Linked DNA regions of Triticum aestivum: region 1 is linked to region 2. A link is a contact called in public Hi-C data. All regions are on one chromosome and are shown on one strand. The core of a region is the stretch at or near the end of the contact, and the rest is flanking DNA. Distances in the headings are between cores, read along the strand shown.

Region 1 (5,099 bases), core at 1,257-3,756, 290 kb before region 2:
AGCCTTTTGACCTAATTCTGCCTCTATAAATTCTCTAAAATCTGGAAACCATCAGAGAGCTACCGGAAACCCTTTTCTATTGCCGCAAGCTTCTATTCTCGAGAGATCCCACTTGGGGACCTTTTTTGGCACTCTGCCGGAGGAGGAATCAACCACGAAGGGGAACTACATCAACCTTGCTACCCCTTCGATGAAGCGTGAGTAGTTTATCGCTGACTACGGGTCCATACTTAGTAGTTAGATGGTTTCTTCTCTCTCTTTGATCTTCAATACAATGTTCTCCTTGATGTTCTTGGAGTTCTATTCGATATAATCACTTTTTGCGGTTTGTTTGTTGGGATCCGATGAATTTTCAGTTTATGATCAGATTATTTATGAATATTATTTGAGTCTTCTCTGAACTCTTTTATGCATGATTATTATTTCTTTCCGATCTATTGATTTGGTTTGGCTAACTAGATTGATTTTTCTTGCAATGAGAGAGGTGATTTGTGATGGGTTCGATCTTACGGTGCTCAATCCAAGTGACAGAAAGGGACATGACACGTATTTGCATCGTTGCCATTAAGGATACATAAATGGGTTTTATTCATGCGTGAGTTTACTTTGTCTACATCATGTCATCTTGCTTAAGGCGTTATTCCGTTCTTTATGAACTTAATACTCTAGATGCATGCTGGATAACGGTTGATGTGTAGAGTAATAGTAGTAGATGCACGCAGGAGTCGGTTTACTTGTCTCGGATGTGATTCCTATATACATGATCATTGCCTTAGATATCATCATGATTATTCGCTTTTCTATCAATTTCCCATCAGTAATTTGTTTACCCGTCATACGTTATTTTCGAAAGATAAGCATTTAGTGAAAACTATAGCCCCGGGGTCTATTTAAATCACACATCATATATCAAAATCCAAAATTATATTGCTGCACTTTTATTTACGTTATTTTATTTTGTGTTTTATTTATCTATCTATCACTACGAGATTTGATCCTTGCAAGTAACCGTCAAGGGATTGACAACGGGTGCAATGATTTATTATTTTGTGTCTAGGTGCTGCTAACGAGGTGTTGCGTGGTTCTCCTACTGGATTGATAACCTTGGTTTCTAGCCTAGGGAAATACTTATCTCTACTGTACTACACCATCCCCTCCTCTTCGGGAAATCCTAACACAGCTCACAAGTAGCACTCTCCGAGCTCCTTGCGCCCCTCCCTCTTGCCGCTGCCACCGGTGGGCGCGATCGGGCGTTTCCCACGCAGCGCCATGGTGTGGCTGGCGGTGGCGGCCCCTTCCCTTCCCCGACGCAGGCCCATGACTTGGGCGAGCGGGCCTGGATGGCGACGAGGCGACGATGGTGGCTTCGGGAGGGCAGGGACCGGCGGCGCTCTGCAAGCCCAGATCTGAGCCCCTTTGGGGCCGATCTGGGTCGGGATGGGCCGGCTAGGGCTGCGACGGGTCATCTCTGGCTGGTCCGGTGAGCACTTCACGATGGGGGCGGCGGCTACTATGTAGCATCTGCTGCAGCACGGCGGCAGGAGCTTCATAGGCCCAATCTAGTCCCGAACGGGCAATTGGCCAGGTGTGCTCCCGCTACTGCATCCGGTCTGCTACCGCCTGAGCCGGTGGAGGTTGTTCCCTCCCACGTGGCTATGGTACTGCATGCCCCTATCTATGGGTGATTCATTTTGGTCCGACCGGCCTCACAACGTTTACCGTGGTGAGACGGCGGTGAGGTTCTCTTGACTGTGTTGGCGCATGTTGGTGGGCGGCGAAGGTGGTGGAGCAGACGGTTGGTCCTGAGTTGTGGGTGCGAGGGGTCGGGAGAAATCTCTGTCGGGTCTCGCCGGCACCAATGCGGTGCCGCATGTGGGTGCCGCCATCCTTCTTGAAGGGTGTCGTGTGGACCTTTCCCCCACTCCCCTCTGTGTACCGGGAGAAATGCTAGGATTCATCCGAGCAACAACGTCTTCATCATCACAATCCTTCTTGAAGGTGTTGCTTGATACACGGCAATTCTATGTCATTGAAGCATGGTGAAAGTCTCCGTTGGGCGCAACGGTTGCAGGATCCCATCGCTTTCGTAGATCCGGCGATGTTGGCATTATTTCTCTTATTTTTCTCTTGTCTTTTTTGGCGTGTTTGGCTTGTTTGCCACAACATTGCTTAAGCTGTTGTATTGGGTCGTTGCTATATTAACATAGCGGAGCGAAAGCCTATTTTAAGTCGTCACTAGGTAGCCTATAGACCTGGACTTTTGTTCCGAATGATATTTGCACTGTCTTGGGGGAATAAATTGAAAGTTTTCTTTATCTTTAGAAGAAAAGAAAAAGTGCATCAGCCGAATGCCGACCGGCTGGTGGGGCACTCGTAGATCGCTCTCCCATGTTCGATGCGCCTCTGGCAGGTGGGCCCGGCAATCAGCTCATTTTCGTCATCGTCCATCAAGGCTTTGTTTTGGAACGGAGGAAGAAAAAGAAAATCTGATTCGCCTTGGGCTAATCCGCGCAATAATTATCGCGAGGGGAGGGAGCCCGAACGACCAAAGCAAAGCAGAGCGAGAAATCGGCCGGTCTCCCCTCGCTGGACTAACCAGAGACGAGAGCAGAGAGAGCACAGCGCAGAGCCAAGACAGCAGCCTCATCGCCGCCGGTTGTTTGCTTCCCGCCGCTCCACGAAGCCGGCTCCGCCTCCCCGACTCAAGCCGGAGCTGCGCCTCCCTCCCTCCCTTCTATTGGTATCGGTTTATCGCGCGGCTGGCCGGTGGTGCTGCCGTGTGCTGCGGAGAAGAGGACCGGAGGGGGCGAAGCATGGACGGATCCGCCGCGGCGGAGCTGGAGAGGGCGGAGAGGGTGGTGAGGCGCTGGGACTCCACGGCGTCCGCGCCCGCGGGCGGCGGGGGCGGGGGCGGCGGGGAGGACCAGATGCTGTTCGACGGCGGCGGAGACCGGGTGGAGGCCGAGCGCTTCCTCCAGGCGGTGGACGACCTCCGCCGCCTCGCGCCGCCGTCCCCCGGCAGCCCGCGCCGCACCTCCTCGGCGGGGGCCTCCGGCGCCGTCCAGGTCGCCATGGCGCGGCTCGAGGACGAGTTCCGCCACGTGCTGGCGTCGCGCGCGGTCGACCTCGAGATCGAGGTGCTCGCCGACCTCAGCTCCCTCTCCATGTGCAGCGACCGCTCCAGCTTCTCCGACGTCGGCGACGCGCCGCCGGTGGACGACGAGTCCGTCGAGTCCTCCGTCGGCCGCCGCAGCAGCTACCGCTCCATGCGCAGCATCCGCGAGATCGACCTCCTCCCGCCCGAAGCCGTCAACGACCTCAACGCCATCGCCTCCCGCATGGCCGCCGCCGGCTACGACCGCGAGTGCGTCCAGGTCTACGCCTCCGTCCGCAAGCCGGCCGTTGACTCCGCCCTGCGCCGCCTCGGCGTCGAGAAGCTCACCATCGGCGACGTCCAGCGGCTCGAGTGGGACGCCCTCGAGGTCAAGATCCGCCGCTGGATCCGCGCAGCCCGCGCCGCCGTCCGCGGCGTTTTCGCCAGCGAGCGCCGCCTTTGCTTCCTCATCTTCCACGACCTTCCCCTCTCCAACCCCACCATCGCCACCCCCGCTCCCACCACGACTCCCGCCGCCCCCTTCGTCGAAACCGTCAAGGGCGCCGCGCTGCAGCTCTTTGGCTTTGCCGAGGCCATCAGCATCGGCCGCCGCTCGCCAGAGAAGCTCTTCAAGATCATTGATCTGCACGATGCACTGGTCGATCTGCTGCCTGATGTCTCCGATATCTTCGCCGCCTCCAAGGCCGGGGAACCCATATATGTGCAGACAACCGAGATCAGGGCGCGTCTGGCTGATGCTGTCCGTGGGGTACTCTCTGAGTTCGAGAACGCCGTTCTCCGTGACCCCTCCAAGACTCCAGTGCCCGGCGGCACCATCCATCCCCTCACTCGCTATGTGATGAATTACATTGTCCTCATTTCCGACTACAAGACGACACTTTCTGAGCTGATCGTGTCACGACCATCAGCTAGCTCGCGTGTTCCTGCCGATGGCAATGATCTCACACCGTCATTTCCTGATCTGGACCTTCCTGATCCTGACAGCCAGTTACCACTTTCTGCTCATCTTATCTGGACTATTGTGGTTCTTGAACACAACCTTGAAGGCAAGGCATCACTCTACAAGGACCCGGCACTCTCTCACTTGTTCCTAATGAACAATGTGCACTATATCGTGCACAAGGTAAAGGACTCGCCTGAGCTCCGGGGACTCATTGGCGATGTGTACCTAAAGCGGCTCACAGGTAAGTTCCGGTTGGCAGCCACAGCTTACCAGCGCAGTGCATGGCTTAAGATCCTGAATTGTCTAAGAGACGAGGGTCTCCATGTCAGCGGTGGCTTTTCATCAGGAATATCCAAATCAGCACTTCGGGAGCGCTTCAAGTCTTTCAATGCTGCGTTCGAGGAGGCACATAGGGCTCAGTCTGGGTGGTATGTGCCTGACACACAGCTGAAAGAAGAGCTTAGGATCTCAATAGCAGAGAAGCTGCTCCCAGCATACCGGTCCTTCCTTGGTCGATTCCGGCATCATATTGAGAACGGGAGGCATCCAGAGTTGTACATCAAATACACAGTTGAGGACCTTGAGATATCCGTGACGGATTTCTTCGAGGGGTCTCCACCTCCACCGCATAATAGGAGGAGATCCCATGGATGAGAGATTGCTTGAAGCTTGCAGTAGCTGTATCACTTGGTTGTGTGTTGTTGCCGAGCATTCTTTAATTCTTCGGTGAAGCCAGTGCAGGCAGTCGGGTATGTATTTTGTTTCACTCTCCTGAGACTTAAGGGTGTAGTTGGTGATGATTTCTTCTACTAGAGGTAATCTGAAACAGAATCAGGATCATATTGACGCTGTCAAAAGTCTTGGGTGTTTCTTCCTCAGTTGGCGATCTTGTTCATTTGTTTAAGTGTTGTTGTAATTTTGTGTAGCAGCATGTTCATATAGGAATGTTCTTTTAGTAATGTCGCATAGTTGTAAGTTGTAATTTCCTGGTCTTGGTTTGACCTTTAGCTGGGTGTCCTGTCTTGTTCTTGGTTGAATCAA
Region 2 (4,958 bases), core at 155-2,654:
GATTCCATCACCCGCAATTTTTGATCCAACAGATTTGGGAAGCCCGAGACAGTACCTTCCAGCTCCAGGGGAGAGGGAAGGGAGGCGCCGGTGCCACGCTGGTGAGACCCTTCGACCATAGCCGCGTCCACGCAACCACGACTTCGGCAGAGAAAACGGACGGCACAAATCAAGGGCCGTACTCAGACTCTGGACCAGCTACAACACGGTTAACGGAATCAGTCACACACACGCGCACACACACAGAGACAAAGAGGAGGGACAGGGAAGCACGACCTCGAGGCGGACGACAGTGAGCTCGCCCACCAAACCCAGGATGTGGTGTCATGCAATCTTTTTGAACTCAGATCTTCTGCATAAAGTGATTCATATTAAAAAAAACATATATATACCAATTAATTAGATAGCAGAATCGCAAATTATCTTGAATCAACCCATTGATAGGCACACCAAACTGAACCGAGTAAAAAAAGCATATATATACCAATCAATTAGATAGCAGAATCACAAATTATCTTGAATCAACCCATTGATAGGCACACCAAACTGAATCTAGTAAGAAAAATGCAGACAACTAAATAGTATCTCTTTCATACATGGAAGAACCAGAGGCATCAAATCACATAAACTTAGCAGACAACCTTGCTCCATGAAAAGTAGGGCTCATAAGAGGCTAGGGAATCGATTCATACCTACGGAGCAGTGGCTACCTTGACGTTCGTCCCTCTGGAGCTGCTGCACACACACATACACTGACTTATATGTCGAGCTGTTGAAAAGAAGGGATCAAAACAGAGAGAGGGAGGAAATGGGGGAAGTGGAGAGGGCACTCACCTCCACCTTCGCACGACGGATCTGAGGCGCCTCACCTCGAGCAGTCTTCTTCCTGGAGGTGCACGAATGCGAGGACGACGGTCCCGCGCTCCTCCAGTCGATGGCGACGCCTGGACAGTGACCAGGAGGCGATGGAGTGCGCGAAAGTTCGGACGGGGTCGGGGAGGACCAACCGGAGGTGCAGGCGCAGCGCGGGCGTTGATGGCGACGCCGTGGACCGGCGACCGTGGCGCTAGGGTTAGCCGGGGCCGCGCGTAGGGGGGAGGCACGTCGGGTCAACGCGGTGGAGAAGGAGCAGTGTGACGAGATGAGCTCGTGGATGTGTTGTATGGCGGCGGACCTCGCCGGAGTTGGCCGTGGTGGTGACGGCAGGGGGGAATACACACACACACAGAGAGGACGACCAGGAGGCGATGTAGTGCGTGAGGGCGACCAGAGGAGAGGGGGACGGGAGGGCGGGCTCGCCGTCGGGCGATAGGGGGCGGCGGCCACGGTGGAAGGGGAGGGGGCGGCGGCCATGGTGGAAGGGGAGGGGGCGGCGGCGATGGTGGAAGCCTGGAAGGGGAGGCGGCGGCGGCTAAACAGGAAGAGGAGAAGCCGATTGGGGAGAAACGGATGGGAGTTGGTTTTATATACCTCGTAGCGAAATTACGAAAATACCCTCGGCGGGGCACGAGAATAACGGCGGTGGCACAAGATATTTTCGGTGGTGAGCTAAACTGTTCATTGCAATAGTATCGCAGGCTCCATCCGGCGGTCCAGATCGTCCGGGAGAGAGATTCAAGGGTCGGAAACACATCCAACGGTCCACGATCGCTGAGCTCTGAGAGCGTCCGGGAAGCGTCTGCCAGTCCCAACGGTATGGTCAACCGGTGGAAGATCAAACGGCATGATGTATCAGTATGAAGGCAAAATTTAGCACATCTAACAGAACAGCCGATTATCTGGCCGGTTCAAGAGTAAGAAGAAACATTTACTATGTGCCAGAAGAGTTAAACATGGGCATGAGACTATCAAAGTGCCAAAAGCAAGGCAGCATCCAATTCACTACGGTCATATGAATAGAAAAACTAATTAGCTAACATTAAGTTCAGTAATACGAGCAGAAATATAAGAGAGCAAAAGCCAACAATGGCAATGGAGGCGATAAAACTACGAAGCCATAGTTAGGCATACAATAGATAGCTTGGTTCAATTGCCTCTGTGAGTGCCATTCCATATGAACTTGATGTGAATAGTTTGTGAGATAGATGAGCACAAACTTATTTTTGTATAGCCAATGCATTTGAAATATGCTTTTAAAACATATGGACAGTGAGCGATGGTTTCCCCCTTCTGATCTTGGAAGGTGAAGACCCAGATCTGTTATTCTTTGATCCCTGTGGCCTTCACAAAATCTTGGAATGCACTTGTTATTGTGGCCCTCTTATCCATAGGAAAATGTTCCAGAGTAGATCTGGAAATGAGCACAGGATGAAAAATAATTAGTGTATTTTTGGGTGACATTGGCAAACATGACTTCATCATCTCAATCATGAAATACAGAAAACTTTGTTGATCTAGTTATAAAACACGGTTTATCATGAGGAGCATGCCTAGCTTTCATTTTGAGACCTCTTGAGCAAATAGAGTAGCAACATTAGTATGGGAATTCTATATCTTTAGGAATTGCAAATAGGCTTGCCTGGACCATGACAACACATGAACTAAATCATTGTGGTAGAATAGGAACAGTGTATTTATGTTAATAATGAGACTTCCAATTGCATGCTAAATACTTGTGGTAAATAAATAACAGTCCTCATACTCGAAAAGACTTTCGATACAAATTTTGAAGTACACGATATAACAGAAATACATAACATGATATGAGCCATTAAATTACAGTGGTGGAATAGGATTAGTGTATCCCCTTCTAAAATTGAACATCCGAGGCATTACCAATTAGAAACCAACTAACACCAAGGTAAATTGGGGCCATGGTACATGTAGCTGGCTGCAACTTAAATGGCATGCCAATGAACAGAACATATAAACGGGGCAGTGAATATAGGAAGCATAAATGAAGAATACCAAATGCAAAATCCATATCATCTCGTAAAATCTAATTCTTCTAATTAATGCACATTAAAATCCTTGATAACTAAAGTGTATCTATGTCAGTAGTATAACAATTACCTGGATAAACCGGGCCTCAACGAAACCTCCTAGAGTATTGACCCATACATGGCATAGGTGCACCTCTACTGACCAACTCCAACACCATGTCAGCAGCCCGCCTTGCCGATACCCACCCGCCCGCACTTAGAGACTACAAAGCAGGCAACACATAAACTTGATCACACAAATCTTAATCAAGGTTTCTACTCGCAAAGTAAAAGAGCATATTCCTAAAACACAAAAGAGGGGACGACGACCATCTTGGCCAGAGGAGGTAGTGACAACAGCAACAGACAGAAGAGCATAGTAATAAGATTAAAAAATGGTAGTTTGTTGTATTATGACATGAAAAACAATGGGATTGTGGTTAGCTTAAGCGCATCGCAAGGCACTTTTATGGAATAAGAAACCAACAATAAATAATATATGATTAGTTGGTATCTAGAGCGATCCAAAGCACCATAACAAAATCTCGACGAAGAGTTGTATACCATGCTGTTGTAGATTGGCGTACCATGCTGTTGTAGATTGGCGTAGATTGGAGAGGTCACAGCAGCGGTCACAGTGAGAGATGGTTTCCCCTTTTAATTTTGAAAACAAAGACATGTATCTGATATTCTTTGATCCCTGCCGCCTCGACAAAATCTTGAAGACCAAAAGGATTGTTGTTAGCTTGGACCTAGCAAGATATGTCGTAGTAATCATTAAGCAATCACATTGGTAAGCAAGACTAGAGGGCAGAGTAGAACCAAATATATACATGTTGACCATATCTTAATCATGATAGATCCAGTTTTCTGAAAGTATAAACAACCAAGCTTCTATCAAGCCTAAACCCACTACTGGAAGCAAAGTAAATTTCCTTAAATGCAGTGACTCTACCGACAATTTGGTTTGTTTGCCTGTGTGGGTGTTGACTTGCTTCAGAAGTCATAGATACAAATAGAAGCATAATAAGTGGTTTTAGAAAATATATCAAGTTCTAAAGATAAATAAAACTACTTTCAGTATATATCGTAGATGCCATTGCAGATAACAATAGTGACCCTCCCAGTGAGTGAACAAAATGATTCAATCTTTCTTCTTTTTTCCAACAAAAATGTTAATATTCAAGAGGTAGTTGGAGACAGGGCTACAACTTATGAAGGTTTTAATCTTATGGTTCAATGAACTGCATAGGCAGAGTACACAGTTGATGGATTCAAACTATTTTTAAGAGATGATGTGGCAAGGCTAAGAAGATGAAAATAATTAAGAAAAGTTCAGGCTCAACAACTTACGAAGATTTAACTGGGTAGTGCCTCATGGCAGTCATCAACCTTTGAGCCGTAGAACTGTAAGATCAAACTGAGACTCGAGCCTGCATAACCATAGGAAGAAAAGGATCATCAACAAAGAGGAAAAAGTGAATTAGGAACCAGTTCCTGGTTCCTCTAAAAAATCATTCTAAATGACAAACTGTGGGAAGAAAAAAGAGCAGGTCTAATAACATAGATGTGTTAACCGGCAAACACTACCCAGTCAGATCAAATAGTCAGCTTATTTTTGTCCCTTCTCAATATTAAGAACTACAAGTAACCAGGTACATAAGAAAAACAAATAATGCCTACATAGTAGCTCATCTCTCTTAATACAGCTACACTGATTTCGATGTACAATTTAGGACCAATGGAAAACCATAAAAACACAAAAACTCACACAATAAAGCTAAAACTAAATATTGCACGCCGTCGAGACCAATCTGGCGTGCAACATCTGTCACTACAGAAGGACATCGGCGTCAATCACAAATTCACAGCGGTAGGGTCATCAGCATAGCCAACAGGAACTGCAGGCCGAACCACGGTCGCAACTACTGACTCCAACATATTTGACAGTAGATATGATACATGATTGAGAATACCTAATCAGAAAAGCACCACTATCCAACCATAAACATAAAGGGAGTAATATGAGCCGAAATC

Evidence for each region. A called contact is a pair of places that touch in the nucleus more often than the background predicts.
Region 1: a contact with region 2 is called in a Hi-C map of leaf, with 6 times the contacts expected there. The contact joins the promoter of LOC123111979 here to the promoter of LOC123111975 in region 2. A contact is called at or near these places in 3 of 5 Hi-C or Micro-C datasets (all in leaf).

The regions. Positions count from the first base shown.
Region 1 is chr5B:384,364,327-384,369,425 of IWGSC CS RefSeq v2.1, reverse strand. LOC123111979 (exocyst complex component EXO70B1) reads left to right here and starts at 2,506. Exons shown (of 1, transcript XM_044532863.1): 1 at 2,506-5,099. The coding sequence starts at 2,814. The coding sequence ends at 4,712.
Region 2 is chr5B:384,076,823-384,081,780 of IWGSC CS RefSeq v2.1, reverse strand. It overlaps LOC123111975 (proline-rich receptor-like protein kinase PERK8), which reads right to left and starts at 1,404. Exons shown (of 8, transcript XR_006454969.1): 1 at 835-1,404; 2 at 693-769; 3 at 277-352; 4 at 1-189.